Regions from separate parts of the Ovis aries genome. Here region 1 is linked to region 2. The links are chromatin contacts, called in public Hi-C maps. All regions are on one chromosome and are shown on one strand. Each heading gives the region's core, a stretch centred on a gene start, on an enhancer-like site or on the middle of the called end of the contact. The rest is flanking DNA. Distances are from core to core; before and after follow the strand shown. Region 1 overlaps TOP1 (DNA topoisomerase I). Region 2 overlaps LOC132657574 (a long non-coding RNA gene).

Region 1 (4,290 bases), core at 15-2,514, 90 kb after region 2:
TTGAGGACTAATTAATTAGCCTGCCATCAACCTCTAGGTAGGGCTGGTAGGTGTCTATCACTCTATGGCATAACACTGTGCAGTTGTCCTTTGTGCAGTCAAGTGTGATGAGCTGCTCTGAGGAAATATCCTGCCTAGTTCTTTGAGAACACCCTTAGACCTCTGTCCTTGGGTTGAAAATTTTGAGAGTAGTCCTTGATGCTCCCTTATTGGCGTAAAGCAGTATACAGATGGTAATTCTCAACTTATTTCCCTTATTCCAAGGGTTTTCTCCAGAAATACTCAACTGATTTCCCTCATTCCAAGGATTTTCTCCAGAAATAACCAGAGTATTATTCCTCAAACTCTCATGTGCTTTAGATTTACCAGGTGGATCTGGGCTCATTTAATTGATATTGAGTGATCATGGGTGCTTCTGAACCAAGTGGTCTGCTGACCAAACTTTGAGAAACTAAGCCAGGAAAACTGCTGAAAAGCACGCCTCTGTCCACCAGCAGTGGTTTCGGGCCATGGATGCTTAAAGGTCAAGGGGTAGTAGTTTATACTGAAAGGCTGGGTCTTGCAAATGAAGAACATGTCAAACTGGAATTTGTCGTTTTAAACTGTATTTATTCAACGTGCTATATTCAGACACCAAGACCTAGCAGTGGACAATACTGACGAATCTCTGGTCTCATGGAATGTGTGATCTCACAGGATTTTATAGCCTCATTCTGACCTGTAGTTGACTGGAGAGCATGGGACAGAATTCTACTGTTAGCCCTCATAGTGGTCATTCTGGAGACTCTGCAATGTAACTCAAAGCCAAATCTCCAATGATGAGAAAGAGCCTTAGCTAATCATAAAAGCGCAGATATTCTATAGCCCTAGTATAGGTTTACCTTTAGAGTTGAACTTTAGGAGACTCAGTTGGTGAAGCCTAACTTTGAGGTCCAAAGTGATGTGAAGGAAAGCTGGGTTCCTTTCTTTAGCCTTTGGGTTTCCCTTACTTTCAGAAATGGGAAGCCAAGGCTTGAACTAATCATTACGGGTCACCCTGGTCCCTTCTACATTCTTGCCCTACCGGAGCTCCAGCTCCAGGGCTCTCACATTTTCTCATTTGGTCTTTCTCGAATTTCTTCCCTTTGATTAGGTAAACTCCCACACTGCAGTAAGTCAAAAAGTTGTATTTGACTTACTACCAAGTTGATAACTGTCAGTCCTGCCTACTCTCTAGGGAAGAGACTTCTCAGACTCCTTAAGTGCCTGCCAAGGAGGAGGGGCACGGGCTGGCCGAAGCAATGAATGACCTCTGAGAACCTCCAGTTTTCAGCTCTGACTCAGCAGTTTCTTATTCCTGGAACTCAGCCATTCCTACAAAGCACTACTCTTGCCAGGAACCTCTAAGTCATCCTCCTACCGTTCTACTGCTGGGAGCTGTCATTTCATCTTTTGGCAGCTCATCTAAACAGGAGGTGTCACAATTGCTTTCTCTATTGGGACAGAATTCAGCAGAATTTCCCAGAGTATACCAAATGTATGGGAGAATAGCTTACATTCTTTCTTGCCTTTTATTTCATTTGTATTATTCTTAGTGACTTACTGGTTTCCTTTATATCGGAAGCGTGTTACATCTTAACTGGCAACACTGGTTCAGACTTGAGTGAATTCTGAAGTGCAGGAACCTCTTGAAAAGCCAGCCTGTCCTTCTCAAGCTGTGTTGTCTTTGGAAGGAGCTAGAAGGTTTAGAGGGGAAGTGGTGCCACCTGTTGGCCTTTTAAAGTTATAGATTTCAAGCAGGTTCTTTCTGTCTACCCTGAAAATTTCAGTTTAGAGCTGCAGTTCCCTGTACCGTCCCTGCAATCGGGGATGAAACTGTCTAACCATCATGAGATGAGATATCTTCTGAGTTTTGAAATACATGGAATTTGGGTTAAGTTTTAGTTTTCTGTAATAAATGTGAAAATCCTTGGTGAATTACTAGTATCTATGTAACAGGTAAGGCAGTGGAAAAATGTGTATAATGCCACGAACCCCTGTCATCCCTGTGTTCTGGATGAGTCCTATTTCCCTGAAAGAGGCAACTTTATAATAATGCCTGTGTTCCAGGGCATTTCAAACTCTGGTGTGTACACTAGCCACCTGGGGGTCTCATTAGAATGTACGTTCTTGGTTCAGTCGGTCTGGGGTGGGGCCTGAGATTCTGCATTTCTGCCAGACTCATGTGATGTCAGTACTGCTGGTCCATGAACCATACATTGAGAAGCAAAGTTCTAGAGGAAGGTCTTACTTAAATTTTTTCATATGGGATATCTGGGCTTGCCTGCTATGAATATATATTTTTTTAATTCATATTCCACCCACCTAACTTTGAAGAAGAAAGATGCCTATTTCTTTTCCCCACAATTCCTTTCTTCCACTCCCTGTCCTATCCCTTCCTCCCCTTCTTGAACAGAAGCTGTTTAGCTTAGCAGTGGCAGGAGTCCCTCTGAGGATTTGATTTTTAAAAACCATTGAAGAGGTGTAAAGGACCCTGCTTGCTGAAAGGAAAAGGAAGAGTGACTGGGCCTCCCCCAGGTCATCCCTGTCCTGAGCAGGCTCCTGGGAACAATTTACTGGCATAGTCTCCAGAGAATGACCCAGGTAAATATCTACTAAAGAGAAGGAAAATTCATACAAGTAGATGTTAATCGATAATACTGTTTTTGTTGTTGTTGTTACCACACGTCACCAGACCTTTATATATATACCTTCAGAAGGTAAATAAACCATTATGAAAGAAGATGTCTCCAGAACCTCAGTGTTTAACCTCAGAACATGAATACAGCACCTCATTTTTTGGAACCACTTTTGTCTCTAGGTAAAGTCATGAAGCTGAGCCCCAAAGCGGAAGAAGTAGCTACGTTCTTTGCAAAAATGCTCGACCATGAATATACTACTAAGGAAATATTTAGGAAAAATTTCTTTAAAGACTGGAGAAAGGTATTGTAGCCCATGTATTAATATCCTAGCCCCTTAACAAAAACACTGATCTCTACTACTAAGTAATAAATGATAATTTAACCAAAAGAATTCCCTGATATACAATTTGAGTTTTATGAATTTTATTATATTGAAAGTTGGGGTTCCCCCCCTGTTCATTTACTGTATTATATAGGTTTTCTATCCAATAAGAATAACTGTGTTTCTTTTCCTCTTGGCTCTCCTGCAGCTGTAGCCGGGAGAGTTTATCAGATAGGTCAAACAGAAACCTCAGCTCCAGTTGAGCAAAGGAAAGTTTGTCTCTCGGGACTGCCCACTGTCTGCTATTACAAAGAAACATGCATTAGCATTGTCCTGTTCCCTTTTGATTCATGCTCTTTAGCTTTAGGTACTTTCTGCTCTTAACACCACATATCCTTTGTCTGCTGAGGTGATTTTAAACAATTTCCTTATTCTTAATTTGGAGAATGTGAACAGAGGCTGAGCTGAAGTTCACTTTCTGAATAGCTGTAAAAATAAGATTTAATAAGTGAATAGAGCAAGGATGTTTCTAAGAGAGAAGGAGCGTGGAAATGTTTCATCACTAAATGATATATATATATTTGTGTTTCTCTAGCCGTGGTATTTATGCTTAGAAGATTGTGGCAATGTGCTAAGGAGTCTAAGAAATGACATGAGTGTTACCCTTTTCACTGTTGTTATCCTAAATATTTTTCTACCACATGCATATTTTATAATAGAACAAGGAAATAAAAGCTTCTTTTTTCCCCCAAATTCTCAAGTTTAGATTGACTGCCTCAGATACTCTTGGACTGAGAACATGATACTTTGCTGTAATTGTGGAGAAACTTGGGAGGCTTATTAGTTTATTTACTGTCTTTTTCTGTTTCCCCCTTTTCTTTTAACTAGGAAATGACCAATGAAGAGAAGAATATTATCACCAACCTCAGCAAATGTGATTTTACCCAGATGAGCCAGTATTTCAAAGCCCAGACAGAAGCTCGGAAGCAGATGAGCAAGGAAGAGAAACTGGTACTGCAGAATTTCTTAAACCTCTGGAGAATTTTGAAATAGTGATTAGTTTAATTTTCTGATTCCTACACTAAAGATTTAAGATTCTTGGCCTAGTAAAGTCTCGATTTTTTTAAGGGTTTCACGTAGACTAAAAAATGTGAATAGGCATTATGTTTAAATGGCTCAATATGAGCTGGTGTTCCGTTAACCTAAAAACCAGCCAGTAACCTCCAGTAATACAGTGTTTAAGGAAGAGCATGTCTGACCTACAGTGGCTCCTAGATGTTAGGGACTTAAGACAGATAAAATCATATT
Region 2 (4,475 bases), core at 1,600-4,099:
TGAAGAGCAGGAGCTGCAAGCAGGAGCTCCCTGGAGGAGGGAGGAGGGTGGGGAGCTTAAGACATGGATTTGGATGGCCAAGTGGTTCTGGGCGGCTAGCCTGGACCTTCAGAGAGCCAGTTTTGCCCCGTTTCAGGGGGCATCAGAAATGGGGGTACTATGATGAGACTTTCAGCACCAGGGTCTACTGCCCCAGGGCCATCCAAATTAAGTCTCCACATATGCTGTTCCACTGGAGTGTAGAGTAGATCAGTACTATTCAATAGAACTTTCTGCAATGAATCAGTTGTTTTATAGCTAGGTTGTTCAATACGGCGGCCACTAATCACATAGGCCAGTAGCTACCGTATTGGACAGCACAGCTCCAGGCTCCTGTGTAAGGTGAACAAAGCCACTTCCCACTATTTCTTTTTACCCCTCCCCATCGTTCCCATTCTCTTGAATCCTACTTTTCTTATGCCTCAAGTTACTCAGTCAAAATTATGTTGTCACGGGTACAAATTTCACAGGCCATAAACTCATACGAAACAAATACGCAAAATAATTGATTTTTCCGTCGACGAGTGGAACATCTGTCTCAAGTACCCACCCTCTGGTAGAGGTTTACTGTCGACGCTGCTGCTGCTGAGTCGCTTCAGTCGTGTCTGACTCTGCGACCCCACAGACGGCAGCCCACCAGGCTCCTCCGCCATCCCTGGGATTCTTCAGGCAAGAACGCTGGAGTGGGCTGCCGTTTCCTTCTCCAATGCATGAAAGTGAAAAGTGAAAGTGAAGTCGCTTGGTCATGCCCGACTCTCAGCGATCCCATGGACTGCAGCCTACCAGCTCCTCCGTCCATGGGATTTTCCAGGCAAGAGTACTGGAGTGGAGTGCCATTGCCTAAATTCAGGTTAAATGCAGTCAAGTGGGGACTTCCCTGGTGGTCCTGTGATTAAGAGTTCACTTGCCAATGGAGGAGACACGGCTTCAATCTCTGGTCAGGGAAGATCCCACATGCCTGAGAGCGACTAAGCCAGACTAGTGAAATCCGTGTGCCTAGAGGCAGCACTCCGCAAGATAAGTTACGGCAATGAAGGGTAGCCTCCGCTCGCTGCAACTAGAGAAAGCCCACGTGCAGCAACAAAGACCCAGAGCAGCCAAAAATAAATAAGTAAATGCAGTCAAGTGACGGTTTCCTTCTTCTTTTTCCTCGGAATACATGCAAATCCATATCCTTTATTGAATCTCTTCTTTGAGCTCCAAACTTCATCTCTGGATTCTACTATTCCTACATCTCCCGCAGGGGCAAGTGAAGCAGGCATAGAATCTCTTCTCAAAGACTCATTCCAGCATCTAGTGTTACATACCATCCTCCCTGCCCACATACTCCTGCACTTCCCACCCCTTATAACATTTACTGAACACCTCCTTTGGGCCAGGCATATTCTAAGCACTTTAAACCTTTAGCCTGTTTAGTCTTCCCAAAAACTCTCTGAGGGAAATGCTGTTAATATTCTCATTCTGCAGATGAGAAACTGGAGCACAGAGAGGTCCTCTGAAAAAGCTCACACAGAAGGTATTCTTCGGCTAGAACTTCAAAAGCCAGTACTACATAGGATTGCATCCCCCAGCAATCCTACTTCTAGGAATCCATCCCAAAAATATGCTGCCGAAAGCCTGACAGTAATTACGCACAAGACTTTTTGTTATTATACTCTTTGTAATAGCAGATGGCTGGAAACTCCCCAAACGTCCCTCAACAGGGGGTTAAGTGAAAATATCGTGGTACATTTACCTGATGCAGTACTATGCAGCTGTGAAAAGGGAATGAGTTGTCTCTACACATTATAATAGGGTGAATTTCAGAATATATCATTAAAGGCTTAGAGACATATTGTTAAAGACAGGCTGAGAACTTCAGAACATATTTACAGAAAGAAGTGAATGCAGTATGCTATCAGTTATTTAAGAAAGAGGGGATATAAATATATATACACATATATGCTTATATTTCTTAAAATCAAAGAAGAGAGAATCTCCTGGCAGTCGAGTCATACAGGCTCCATGCTTACACTGCTGTGGGTCCAGTTTTAGTCCTTGGCCAGGGAACTAAGATCCCACAAGGCTCGTGGTGCAATCAAAAAATTAATTAGTTAAAAATTAAAGAAGAAAACAAACAAACAAAAAACACTTTAACAAACAATTACCTCTCAAAAGAAATACATATGGCATGCTACCAGCTATGTAAGAAAGAGGATATAGGTACACATATACACTTACAGTCTTTAAAATTAAAGGAGGAAGTACAAAAATAAAAATTTTTAAAAATGAATACCTATGACAGAGGGAAAGACCAGAGTGGAGGGAATAGATATAGACTCTAGACTTACCTGAGTATACTTTATTTTGAAGATTTGGCTGTAGAACTATATCACTCTTCTACATAATTATTAAAGCAAAACTGAATTTCAAACAAAGTAATCCCTAAAACTTAAAATCAAAATGAAACAGATGTATCAAACTAGGAATTAAATTGATAGTGGAATCACTCACAGAAGAATCATTTCAAATAATTTTGATATGTTAATTTGACTATACATTCTTGGATTATGCATAAATTTAGTGTTATTGCCATTAGAAACCCAGACTCTCAGTATAAGGGAAAAGAAATATAAATATAAAACTGAGCAAGTTAAGCAAAGACTCTGTAATCTAAATTAAATTTGAATTTATCAGTGTGAACTCAAGACCTCTTAAATTTTTTTTATCTCTATCCACTGAAAAGACCTGGAAACAATTACCAATGGAGTAGCTATGAGCATGCCTAGAGGAAAGATTGTGAAAGATCTAAATATCATTTCCCAAGAATCAAGGCTCTTTGGAGAAATGGCCAATTCCAGATCTGGTGCAAAAAAAAAAGTGTACAGGATGATCCCAGAACATCTTGCTATTCCAGAAAGCAAATAAGCTAGAAGGTCATGTCAAAAGGACTCAGAATCAATTTGAAGAGATTCTGTCTGGCTAAAGATGAGACAATTTGAGTATGAATAAGGTTTAAAATCAACACATTTAAAGTCCTTAAGTTCATAATGATACACACAAAAAAAGAAGAAAATCTCGTTGGATTCTCTTTGAGCATGTTAGGGAAGCAAGTCAACATTTTGAAAGTTGGTAAATAAAAAGAAAGAATCAGTATTTTTTTTTCTACTTTTCCTGTATGAACTGAATCTCATTGTAATCAACTAGTTCGTTAGAGGAAGTTTCTATCGATAGATGTATTTCTGCTAATAGGTGAAAAAAAAATTAAGAATTAGAGTTTTAGACTTCCCTGGTGGTCCAGTGATTGACTCTGTGTTTCCACTTCAGGGTGCTTGGGTTCAATCCGTGGTTGGGGAACTAAGATCCCGCATGCCACATGGTATAAACAAAAAAAAATTGTTTTTTAATTAGAATTTTGCATTTGGGGTTTTGCAGCCTTCAACAACCAAAACAATAGGTTGAGGCCATGATCATCAATGGCTCGGAATGTCACTGAAAGAGAGATAAATACATATTCATGGTGTGCTTCCTGGTGGAGGTGTGCAGCATCACCTGTGAGGTATTCCTGCTAAAAAAACATCTAACCTGACTCTGTTAAGATACTAGTCACATCATATAAAGGGATACATTAAATGACACCACAGGGACGCGATCAGCAAAACCCACACTGTAGAAAAGTCTACGAGACAAATACTTCATTTCTTCAATAAATAGATTGAAGAAAAAGGGGTTATCTCTCCAAGTCCTATTTTACTTCCCACTCTTACACAAAAATAGAGAGACATTGGAAGAGCCCATACATTGAAAGAGTCTTAAGAGACATATCATTCAATGCAATCTACAGACCTTGTTTGGATCTTGATCAAACAAATACATCATATGTTTTCAAATAACACGGCAATTGGACATATTTGAACCCTGAAGGGATACTTGACAGTGTTAAGAATGTGTTGTTGATTTTGTAGGTGCAATAATGGTATTACAGTTACATGCTGAAAGTTCTTATCTTTAAAGAGACACAAGGAAATGTTTACAGATGAAATGATATATACAGTAGGTGATATTTGCATAAACTCATACAATGGAGGAGGGGGAGAGGTGGGCATATAGGAAGTTCACCCATGAGTTAGTAACTGTTGAAGCTGGGTGATGGGTATGCGGAGGTTCATTACTTTATTCTATTTTTGTATACACTTAAAATTTTCTATAATAGGCACTTCCCTGGTGGTCCAGTGGCTAAGACTCTACTCTTCCAATGCCGGGGGGCCTGGGTTTGATCCCTGGTCGGGGAACTAGATCCCACAAGCCACAACTAAAGAGCTTGCATGCCACAACGAAGATCCTCCAACTAAGACCCGGCACAGCCAAATTGATAAATAAATATATATTCTTAAATTTCTATAATAAAAAATCTTGAGGAAAAAAAGCTAACACTAATTGTTTTGTAGTGTTTCTGC

Evidence for each region. A called contact is a pair of places that touch in the nucleus more often than the background predicts.
Region 1: a Hi-C map of tail adipose tissue shows a contact between it and region 2, with 6 times the contacts expected there. The contact joins two enhancer-like sites. A contact is called at or near these places in 12 of 16 Hi-C or Micro-C datasets (blood, hypothalamus, liver and 6 more).

The regions. Positions count from the first base shown.
Region 1 is chr13:69,747,192-69,751,481 of ARS-UI_Ramb_v3.0, forward strand. TOP1 (DNA topoisomerase I) reads left to right here. Exons shown (of 21, transcript XM_027977194.3): 10 at 2,840-2,961; 11 at 3,871-3,993. Among named protein-coding and RNA genes, the nearest start is that of PLCG1, 35 kb to the right of the region's middle. Within about 2 kb of position 1,265, at least 7 of the 54 cell types and tissues checked have an H3K27ac peak or open chromatin away from gene starts, as enhancers often do. A contact at or near this core is called in tail adipose tissue, where this site is marked.
Region 2 is chr13:69,655,327-69,659,801 of ARS-UI_Ramb_v3.0, forward strand. The region is part of intron 1 of LOC132657574 (a long non-coding RNA gene); the gene reads right to left. Among named protein-coding and RNA genes, the nearest start is that of TOP1, 28 kb to the right of the region's middle. Within about 2 kb of position 2,850, at least 2 of the 54 cell types and tissues checked have an H3K27ac peak or open chromatin away from gene starts, as enhancers often do. A contact at or near this core is called in tail adipose tissue, where this site is marked.